Linked DNA regions of Mus musculus: region 2 is linked to region 1. The links are chromatin contacts, called in public HiChIP or PLAC-seq maps. All regions are on one chromosome and are shown on one strand. Each heading gives the region's core, a stretch centred on a gene start, on an enhancer-like site or on the middle of the called end of the contact. The rest is flanking DNA. Distances are from core to core; before and after follow the strand shown.

The links. HiChIP or PLAC-seq counts read pairs in DNA pulled down with a chosen protein or histone mark.
Region 2: an HNF4G HiChIP or PLAC-seq map of pancreatic cancer cells shows a contact between it and region 1. The contact joins the promoter of Gramd4 here to the enhancer-like site in region 1. A contact is called at or near these places in 3 of 39 promoter capture datasets (embryonic stem cells, hematopoietic stem and progenitor cells and maxillary cranial neural crest), 5 of 484 Hi-C or Micro-C datasets (the G1E-ER4 cell line, cortical neurons and embryonic stem cells), 7 of 115 datasets of contacts at active chromatin or transcription factors (embryonic forebrain, embryonic stem cells, forebrain and 3 more) and 1 of 9 other capture datasets (embryonic stem cells).

The regions. Positions count from the first base shown.
Region 1 is chr15:85,668,264-85,673,356 of GRCm38.p6, forward strand. No RefSeq gene overlaps it. Among named protein-coding and RNA genes, the nearest start is that of Lncppara, 33 kb to the right of the region's middle. Within about 2 kb of position 2,063, at least 278 of the 459 cell types and tissues checked have an H3K27ac peak or open chromatin away from gene starts, as enhancers often do. A contact at or near this core is called in the G1E-ER4 cell line, cortical neurons, forebrain and 2 more, where this site is marked.
Region 2 is chr15:86,055,595-86,060,687 of GRCm38.p6, forward strand. It overlaps Gramd4 (GRAM domain containing 4), which reads left to right and starts at 3,168. Exons shown (of 19, transcript NM_001379572.1): 1 at 3,168-3,367. The coding sequence starts at 3,339. It overlaps Gm41375 (a long non-coding RNA gene), which reads right to left and starts at 3,022. Exons shown (of 3, transcript XR_875536.2): 1 at 2,798-3,022; 2 at 1,136-1,247.

The sequences.
Region 1 (5,093 bases), core at 813-3,312:
TTGTGTTACCAAATAAAAATTGGGAAGGGGGAGGGGTGGGGGGGGAGAAGACATTAAATTAATTTATTACCATGTGAAAGTAAGGGGGGAGTCAGCTAATAAAAAGGTTAGCACCCCCGCGTGATTACACAATGATTTCAGGTGAAAATTACAAAGCTAATATCCTGGCATTTAGTCGTGGAGCTCAGTAATGATACACTTGTCAAGTCTATTTGTACCAGTGGGGGACAAAACTTGTAAGCGGCATAAAGGAAGATAAATCTCTTTTTATTTGTTGCCTTTAAAAAAATTCAATGTTTTAATCCGTCATTTAATCACAAAACATATATCACATTACCTATAATATTTATGGTGTTTAGGAAGGGTGATTAGAAATTGATTATTATAGTGCAGTGTCTGGATGCAGCTTTTATTTTTTTCCCCTCACGAGCATATCTCAAAGGTATGCAACCGTTTTAGACTTTGCACTTGAGAGCAGTTTTGTGGGAGAATAAGCACCATATATTTGTGTTTAGAATCCCCATTTGGTCATTCCTGAGCTTGCTCATTATTTTGGGAAAACCAGATTTGGCGTTTAGAAGGGCCTGGTGCTTGGAATACCAGTATCTCTGCAGTTAAGCTCAGTCCTAGAGCTTCTGTTCTTCTAGGGCCTCACTAGACCACAAGACTTCTTTAGTGTTTTCTGGCCTCACGGTTGAGGTTACCCCCTCCCCACCCCACCCCCCAGCCCCTACTGTGGCTACAGCAGAAGAGACTTGCTAGGGATCTGTGTGGTATCAGGAGACTGCCTAGCACAGGATCACCCTTTGCCACACTTCCTGATCGAGGCTGGGAACTCTCACAGTAAGGAGAATTGTAAAGGACCATACAGTGCCAGAAAAGATAGGTTTCACCAGCCCTGTGGCGAAGACTCGGCAGAGCCACTCTGGTATAACACTGAAGAGCCCCTGCCCTTCTGCCCCTGAGACTCTAGCCCTAGGACCTGGGTCCACAATACACTCTTCCACAGAAAAGAATGAAGCTCACTAGATGTGACTGTCTTCAGCTACTGGCAGTTGTAGAAAATGAAAGTTGATCAGGGCAGGATGTGTCCTGGATTTTTTCCCCCTCCCCCTAAACTGTATGTTCTGGGGTTGCCTGCACTGAAGTGGTGTGGCTGTTGTACAGGCCAGGGTCATGGTGGTCTACAGTACTTAGACTTTAACAGGTTTCTAGTAGTTAAAGGCCCTGACGGAGCCAGCAAGCCCAGGCTACCTTTATCTAGTATGTTCAGGTTCTCCCTCGTGGCAGTCCAATACAACGTGGAATGAAGTTTCCTGGGAAGCGGGACACACGAGGAACTTTTGAATTTACCAATGGCATAAAAAAATTATATTTTTTATTACAACGAGCAAGTTTCAATTGGTTGACAGAAATGGCGAGATATGACGTCAAAGGACACTGGTTAGAATGCCAAGGCCAGTGGGGAGGAGGAGGGGGGAGACAGGCACAGAGATTGTGGGATGGGCCCTGGAGGCCTTGTTCTCTCTGGCCCTGGTCGTCAACGGGCTATCATACACCTCCAGAACCAGCCAGGTCCAAGTGGCTGTGATCCAGAGCATGTCTGGACAGGAGGAGGGAATCCAAGTCTAGGGACCCTGTGTTCACATGTGTCTCTGAGAGCCTGAGGCCCAGGCTGGCCTGTGTTTGGAAAACGCTTGTGCGCGCCAGTGAAGCGATCTGAAAGACGCTGCGGCCTCCTTGGCATTCTAACCAATAACCAGGTCCTGGAGCCCAGCCGTCCCATTCCCCCTTTTAGGGGCCCGGGGTGGCCTGGAGCCAGCAGTGTCGCTGAAGGGCTGAGAGCAAAGCCATGGCCTTGAACTACCCTCGCAGCTCCCGTGCCCCAGTCCTAATAGCAGGAAGTTGTTTCCAGCGGGAAAGGAGCGAGCCTGGAGGTGGGCACCAGCTCTGGGCAACATGCCTCCGCGAATCCCATGCCTTCCCAGGCACCTTGCACGGCCCCTTTGCATGCTCAGTTCTGTGCATTACTTCCCATACCCATTCGAGAGGTTGTGTGCTCTCCCTGCCGTACCCCGCTGGGCACCGCGCCCCTTGCTCCGTTGGACTGGCTGGGTCGCCCATGCGCGCGCCCTTCCTGCGGGAAGCCACTGCCACTATCGGGCCCACAACGTTGTCTCAGTACGCTATCTAGAGCTCCGTGACCCTGGCGGCTGTCCTCTGCGCGTACCAGGCTGCGGGCGGGCAGAGGGGGATCCTGTAGACCGAGGGTCCCAATCGGCCCCGAGCGTGCACGCGCGTCCCGGTACTGCCCGCAATCATGGCAGCCAGAGCCTTGGAGCGCAGCCGCGGAGCGCGCCCGGGCAGCCGCCTCCGTGCCAAGGCGGCGCGGGTGGCGCGGGCAGCGCGGGCAGGGGACGCGCTCCTGCTCAGCCCTCCCCGCTGCGTTGGCCCCGGGGCTCTACCGGTGGGTCTCCGCGGTGCGGTGCCCAGTGGGGTGGGCGCGCGAAGGCGACGGGCGGGGCCGCGGGGCGGGCGCGCGCAAGCGGGGAGCGCCCGGGGCGGCGTGCCTGCGGGGGCGCGCACGCGGAGCTGCGGGGCCAGGCGCGGGGCCGGGGCGGCGAATCCGCAGCTCCCGCCGCCCTCCCAGCCCAAGCGCGCCCGTCTGGGTGGGGGCCGCCCGGGAGGGGCGGCGCCCGGACGCACGGGCCCGCAGCGGGCACAGCGGCCTCGTTGGTATTCCGGGCGCGTTCGCAACCCTGACCTCCCCGCGGAGCAGGGGTGCCCGGGTGCTCGGGCACGGCCGCCGCCACCGCCCCCGGGCGGTCTCCCCAGGACGCAGGGCGCGCGGGCGCCTCGCTTCCCTCGTCCCCTCCTCCCCGGTCCCCCGTGCCCCCTCCCCCGCCCCGATCCGGCGGCGAAGGGGTGGGCAGGGAAACGCGCTCTCTGGGACAGGTGCCAACTCCGAGACAAAAGACATAAAATAGGCGGCAACGGGGGAAGCGCGGCCAGCGCGCTCGGGCGGGGACCGCGGCGCCGCGGGGGCCGCATCCTCGGTGCGGGCCGGGGAAAGTTTGGGAAGTCGGTGCGGCCGCTCTGCAGCGGCGGGGGACGCGCGGCCCAGGCCGCCCTCCGAGCCGCGCTCGTCCTCTCCGCGCCGCTGCTGAATAATTCATGGCGCGCCCGCCGGCCATTAGCATGCACCGGGCGCGCGGCGCGTCTGTGCCAAGCCACCGCTGCATTCGGAGCCCGGGCAGCGCCAGACGAGTGGCCCGCTCCGTCCCGGTGCCCTCCGGCCGCCCCCGGTGGCTCTCACCGTGGCCACGCTCGCGCCCTGGGCCGCTGGGTCCCGAGCCCGCCCGACGGCCAGGCTCTGAGCGTCCGGGCCCGCTGCGCCCGCCTGGCCGCTCCGGGATGCACGTGAACTTGGAGAAAGTCACGGAGCACGCCGGCCCGGTCCTCCGCGGCAGGGCGTGGGCGCACGCGGGCCCGCACACTCTCGTTGGCGTCCGGGACAAAGGTCTCCAGTGGCGCCAGCCGTGGACGCGTGACTCGATCCTTCGGGCCACTCTTGCGTGGTGGGTCGTTGGATGTAAGACTGCAGAAGCCCGGAGAGCGGTGGGTCCCGGGTTTGGGGCCTCGCCGTAAGCTGGCCAGAGGCCGTCCCACCCTGCGAAGAGTTGCGGGAGCGGCTCCGCACTGCCCTCGGCTGTTTCTGCGCGCCCAGGAGCCCAACGCAAGTCACCCCGGACTCCAGCCAGCGGCCGCGGGCATGCCAGCGCAGCGCTAGCGGCGGCCAAGACGTGGTCTGGCAGGGCGGTGGACGTGTGCGCCGCGGGCATGATCAAGGTTGGAGAGGTAAGAGCCTTTTTCACTTTAGCTCCTTAGCATTTAAATATTTAATGGGCAGATTTCTAAGAGGGGTCCTACTGCAGGGATCTTTCAGAGTCGGGGACACATTCCAGGTAGGTTGCTCTCGAACCCAAAGCCAGGCAGCTTGCAGAGAACACCACACTGTCCTCCATCCGGAACTTGGGATTTGTGAAACACAGTTTCTGATCTCAGGTGTAGGGTCTGCTAGCCTTGTAGAGATTTTATCGAGCGTATAAAATATTATAGCAGACATTTTAAACAATAGAAAAGAGAAAACATCTGTTGGGGGGGGTGTTTGGAAATGTTGTTTGGAAGCCTAAGTCCTTTCTCAACAATTTGACCTGTTTTACTAAACCCTTTTTACTTTAAAAATATTTTTTGATGCTAGATGGACATTTTCAGAGAGCTTGTTTAGGGTGAACCTTCAGCATAGCAGCCGAAATCCAGAGTGCAGTGGAAGACCCTTGGGTGGGAAGTTCTCGTTTATGGGGCGGTTAAATAAAGCAAAGCAAAACCAAATAACAACAAAACCCAGTTCATAACCTCTTTAATAAATGCACCTTCTTATAGGTGGCTCACACAGCACAGCTAGCAGGCTTGAGGGGTTTGTGGGGACCAAAAAAAGGGGCAAAAGAATTTGTCTTTACAATAATTATAGGGGTTTTCAGGTAACACTGAAATTAATTTCTTCAAAGTTGGATTTTCAAAAGCCTAAGTGATCTCTCCAGGCCAGAAATAGCTTCATTTTATTTGAGCACATAGGGTCTGTCTATCTGGGAAATAAAACCGGGTCTCTACATGTGTGTATGTAGCCTGGGTTAAAAAGATACTCCAGCCTTGAGGATTAAGGCTGCTTTCATATGTGTGCGAGAACACTGCTCTTCTTCCCACTTTTTTTAAAAATGTGGTTTGGATAGCCTTGTTGGGGGCATTCACCTCAAATCACACAGAGTGGGGGGCACCTATATCCATTACACCTCAGACCCATGAACTGGCATTTGAGGCCCTGTTTCCGGGAATATGGACGAGGCTGGAGAAGTCCAAGCCTGCTCTTTGCTTACCATTCAGAGCTGCCTGCTCCAGTTATCTAGGATAAGAGCTCCAGAGTAAGGAGGCTTTCTTTTGACAGAGTCAGAACAGCAACCAGAGGCTAACTTTGACCATCTTTTTCATGTGTTTGGTTGGTTTTGGTTATATAGTTAGATATGTATGTATGTACG
Region 2 (5,093 bases), core at 1,918-4,417, 390 kb after region 1:
CTTTTCACCAGGGTGTGGAGTGAGTCTCTGCCTTCTCTGTCTCCACATGGTCATCCCTTTCAGTCTGTGTCCTGATTGTCTTTTGGTAAGAACCAGCCAGATAGCTGGGCAACGGTGACTGACACACGCCTTTGATCCCAACACTTGGGAGGCAGAGGCAGGTGGATCTCCTAGTTCGAGGTCAGTCTGGTCTACAGATTGAGTTCCAGGACAGACAGGGCTACACAGAGGAACCCTGTCTCAAATACTTCCTCCCCACGCAAGAACCACACAAACTAGACTGGAGGTAGCTCATGTGGCCCCATTGGCTTTTCTGGCCTCTGTAAAGACCCTGTCTTCAAATGCAGTCCTGTTCCGAGGTCTGGTATATTAGGACTTCAAATATTCAGATTTGTGAGACACAGTCGGGACCACAATAGCCTTTATCAGTTAATGAGGGGCCATGGTTGTGAGGAGCCTCTGAGTAGGTGGTGGTCATGGTAACCCCAAGTTCTCCTAGGGGTAGTGTCTGTCCAAGTCTGTCTTCTAGAATGTACTTATTGACCAGTTTCATTCTCCACCAGGCAGTGCCTGGGAATGGGTACCCAGTGAATGCTTGTGAGCAGGAGGGGAGGGATTAGAGAAGTCTGGCTCCATTGTGGGGCTCATCCTGGATACTCATGCAAAGAACATTCCTGGGCACCCTCTGGGTTATGCCAGGCTCTGGCTGTTGCGTGTATCTGCTGGTTGTCTTCCTGATGCGGTGATGCTATGGCCTCTGGTGGCTCAGCTTGACCAGAAGCCCCAGCATCTCCCAGGCTCCCTTCCCATCACCATTAACACATGCAGGCTGAACCGGAAACAGCAGAGATGGAGATATGCTACAGGAATAAGGCCAGAGAGGATTCTCCCCTGGGGTCAGGAGCTGAGGGCAGGGCCTGTCTACAGAGGAACAGGAAGCCAGAGAGAGTGACTGGACGTGAGGGGCAGGGCTTCCTGTAACACCTCGCATAGAGCCCTTCTGCAGCTGTGCTGGCTGGCTTCAGGATGTCCTGTGTGATAGTGAGGACCTGCCTGTCATGCCATCCTCATGAGTGCATGTCAGGGACTTACTTTTCTATTGCTTTGATGAGACATTATGACCAAGGTGACTTACAGACAAGTGTCTAATCTGGGACTCCCATGGGTTAGTCCGTTAACTATCACGGCAGGCAACATGGTAGCAGACAGGCAGGCATGGTGCTGGAGCGGTCGCTGGGAGCTTATACCTTGAGACACAGACATGAGGCAGGGAGAAAGTTAACCAGGAATATGGGTTTGTGGAACCTCAAGCACACCAGAAACACACCTCCTCTAGCAAGGCCACACCTTCTAATCCTTCCCAAACAATGTCACCATCTGGGGAACCAAGCATTCAAAATATGAGCCTATGGGGGCCATTTCTCATTCAAACCAACCCACCTTCCATCGAGAGCCTACTCTATAAAGCCAGCTCAGATCATAAAGCCTTTCTGAGGGCAGAGCCCTTCAAAGTAATCACGTGCCACATGGGTGTACTGGGGATTAAGCTTGCAATGCAGGGACTCTGGAGACACACTTTAACTTCAGCAGGGAGGGATCCCTACATGAATGCATCGAACCTCTCCTGGTAGAAGCTGCCCAGCTGAGTTCACAGGAGAAGGGTGGGGAATGACTCCCGAGAACTCTGGCTTCCTGGGAAGCTAGAAACATTTTCTAACTGGGCGACTGGTCAAGGGAGGCTTTGTGGAGCTGAAACTTTGGAGTTAGCTTGGAAGGTTGGGTAGGGCCAGAGTGGAGAGGCTCCCCCCTCCTCCGCGCCCCAGGGAGGATATGGTCTAGGCAATCCTGGAGGCAGGAAAGTAGCACTTGTGCTTGCAGGGGGCGGTGGGGGTGGGGCGACGACCAGAGTCCGGTTTTGCTGTAGGACAGAGAGGAAGCAGGGAAAGCCAGGGGTAGGAGGAACCAGCGAGATTGGTGTGGCATTGGGCTGGGATGCCGCACAAAGGTGACTCAGAGGAGGTTCCTGCCCAAAGTAGCTCTCATCTTGCCAAGACCAAGCCCTGCAGGCAGCTTAGCCTGGCATCTCACACTGCCAGCCAAGAGCCATTGGACAGACCTCATGTTGTGCTACACATGGGCATTGCTTCTCACTCTGCATTCAGAGAGAGAGAGAGCTCACCTACAGGAGCCTCTCTGGATGCCAGCCCCAGACCCTGGGACAAAGGCCTGTCTGGAAGGTAGGCAATGCTGGAGGACAAAAGGGGGCCTGAATCCTGCCCCCACCCACCCCACCCCCCAGAAAGCTTCAGAGTCCTTCAGCATTCCTCAAATCTCCTGGGGTGCTTGAGACATAATAAGGTGGGGGACAGTTCTGGATTGAGAGGGTTGGAGGTGAGGTCGTCAAAGCCCCGCAGTGCAAGCGGGTCATGTGGTCACAGGTCTAATGTGCTGTCTCCACTTGCTGATGCTGAGTTTGCTACAGTCACCCTCGTACCCTACAGTGGACCTCCTAGGTCAGACCCCATACGGTGCTGCAGGTCAGTCCTCCAACCAGGCTAGGGCCTGGGGTTCTGGAGGGTGTGGTCTTTTACCAGGTTCATTAGTTATCTTTCTGGGTCCTTGTCAACCCTGGTTTTTGAAAGGCGAGTCAAAACGGGGGAAGTGACTCCTGGAGGATCTCTTTTCCTTTAAGATAGTACTAGAGCTAAAGTAGGCTTCCTATCGCTACGGTGACATTTAAAGGTATGTGGCATTCCTGGTTAGGTACTGAGTGGGAGAGAAGGGAGGAGTTGCTCACTGCCCTCCAGGTGGAGGTTCCATGTCCTTTTCCCAGTGTGGAGCTGTGCTCTGAGTCCAGCCTGGCGGTGCCAGGACAAGTATTTCTACACCAAGCGCGGGTCTCCATTTGGCAGTAACCGTCAAGCCAGTTCGCCGGGAGAGAGGTGACAGTGGAGTGTATCCTTGTGCTCGGTTGTGCCCGTGGCTGCGACTGGCAGGCGGCCACGCGTGCGCGTGGGCACGCGCGGCGAGGACCCACGTGGGTCACCCAAACAAAGGCGGCGCCGCGTGATCGGGCGCGCGCGCGCGCACACACCGGGCAGGGAGGGCGGGGAGGCGAGGGGGCGGAGCGGGGCGGCGGCTTGCGCAGGCCCGGTCGGGGGGCGCGCAGACTCCGCGCAGCAGGACGTGAGCGCGCGACGCGGCGCCGCCTCCGCGCTCGTGGCCGGCACCCGCGGGGCCGCGTAGTCCCCGCTCCCCGGCGCCGCTGGGCTCCCGGGAGGGCGGCAGGTGCAGCGCGGCCGGGTGGCCGGCCAGGGGGGCGCCGCGGCGGCGGGTGGATGAGAGTTGGCCCCGATCATCCCGCAGGGTAAGCGGCGCGCACGCGGACTCCCACACGGACCTGGGCGACGCTGGCCACGCTCTGTCCTAGCTGCCGGGCCGCGACCCCGTGTGCCCACACTCTCACTCGGTGGCCCACAGCAGCGACCCTCCCTTCGGGGAGCAGCGCGGGCGCGCCCCCGCACACACGCTCCCGGGGCGCGCGTCACGGCCGCCCCTCGCGCGTACCACGGGCGCTGTGCGGGTCAGGGTCCTGGTGGGCGAGAGGCAGACGTCGATGGGACGCAGGGCCCAAACTATGATGTGGGGGAGTCATTAGATGGGTCACCATGCCTAGGCCGCTAGCGGGGGGGTCAGGATGAGGGCACAGCAAATGTCGTCCTACTGACCCACTCTCTTGGTGGTGGGGGAGGACTGAAAAGGAGGAGGGCTGTCCAGGCCGGTGTGGCCCAACAGATGACCCGGGGAAAAGTTGTGGACGCTTGCTCCCTTTCCACACCCTGCTCTCTGTTATATCTTTTCCTTTCATTTGGAATTAGCCTATGGGATTCTGGGGACAGTTGGCACCTGGGCTGGAGCTTAGGCCTATGTGTTTATACAACCGTTAAGGTGGGGTGCTGTGTGGCAGTCCCTAACCTAAGACTTCATCTGTCCAGAGCGGGACCAGCACCTCTGAAGGGTGGAGAGGGACTGACTAGTCTGGATGTTGGTTCCCCTGTGGCCTTCCTACCCGTGGCCAGGGTAAGAAGCAGGCTTCTAGGGCCAGAGGCAGAACCTTGTACTCTTTGGAACTTCCCATTTTCAGAGATAAGAGAGATTCAGTTTGGGGGGACCTTGTTCAGAGTGGGTTCCCTTCCTGCCTTGCCTTGTGTAGATTAGGGACAAAATTAAAGGTGCTGAGTCTTAACGCACTCCCCCCCCCAATCCTCAATTTCGCTGAACCCCAGCCAGGTAGGAGCTTGCTTTAGGGCCAGGTTCAGAAGGAGGGGTCATGGTCCAGGCTCTGTAGGGTTTGAAATAAAGGACAGTTGGAAGTTAGTTTATCTCGGATACCTGTTCTGTGAGATCGGGCAAGGCACTGTCACAAAACCAGCCCTGCCTCAGTTTCCTTATCAGTGGGTGACTAATGACAAGATAAGAGTTAACAAGATGGTGTGGGTTCCACGGCAGCCAGACACACTCTAGGTGAGGAGTCAGGCAAGGCCATCCACCCTGTGCCTCTCAGGTGGCTTAGTGGCCCTGCAGAGATCGGAAGAATCTTCTCTCATTCTGCCCAACCTGTTCCCAGGCCCATTTGGGGATACACAGCCCAGTCCAGTCAGAGTGCTTTATTTAGTATCCCTGACCCGTGCTAGGATGAAGCCACAATATAAAGATGCTCTCTGGGACACCCCAGCTGGGAGTCTCAGTCAACATGCCTGCTCCTCCCTCCTCCCCAAACTGCTTGTGGACTTGGAGCCCCCTGCCTTTGCTGTGGTACTGATTACTGAACTCCCAGGGGTACGGGCTAGGATATCTAGGAGGTTGGATACCCAGGATGGAATTCTTTGTGGACCATCATTTCCCTGCTTTCCTCTGCCATCCTGGCTGATGGTGGTGAACATGGCTGTCCCTGTTGGTTCCGGAGATGTCTGTCTGAGTCCATGCTAGAACTTATGTCCTATAAACTGCCCGAGATAGTCTCAGAGTTGAGGTCTGTTTCCACCCAGCCTGGGCACCTGTTTATCCTGTGCCTCCTCCCCAGGCAGGCAGAG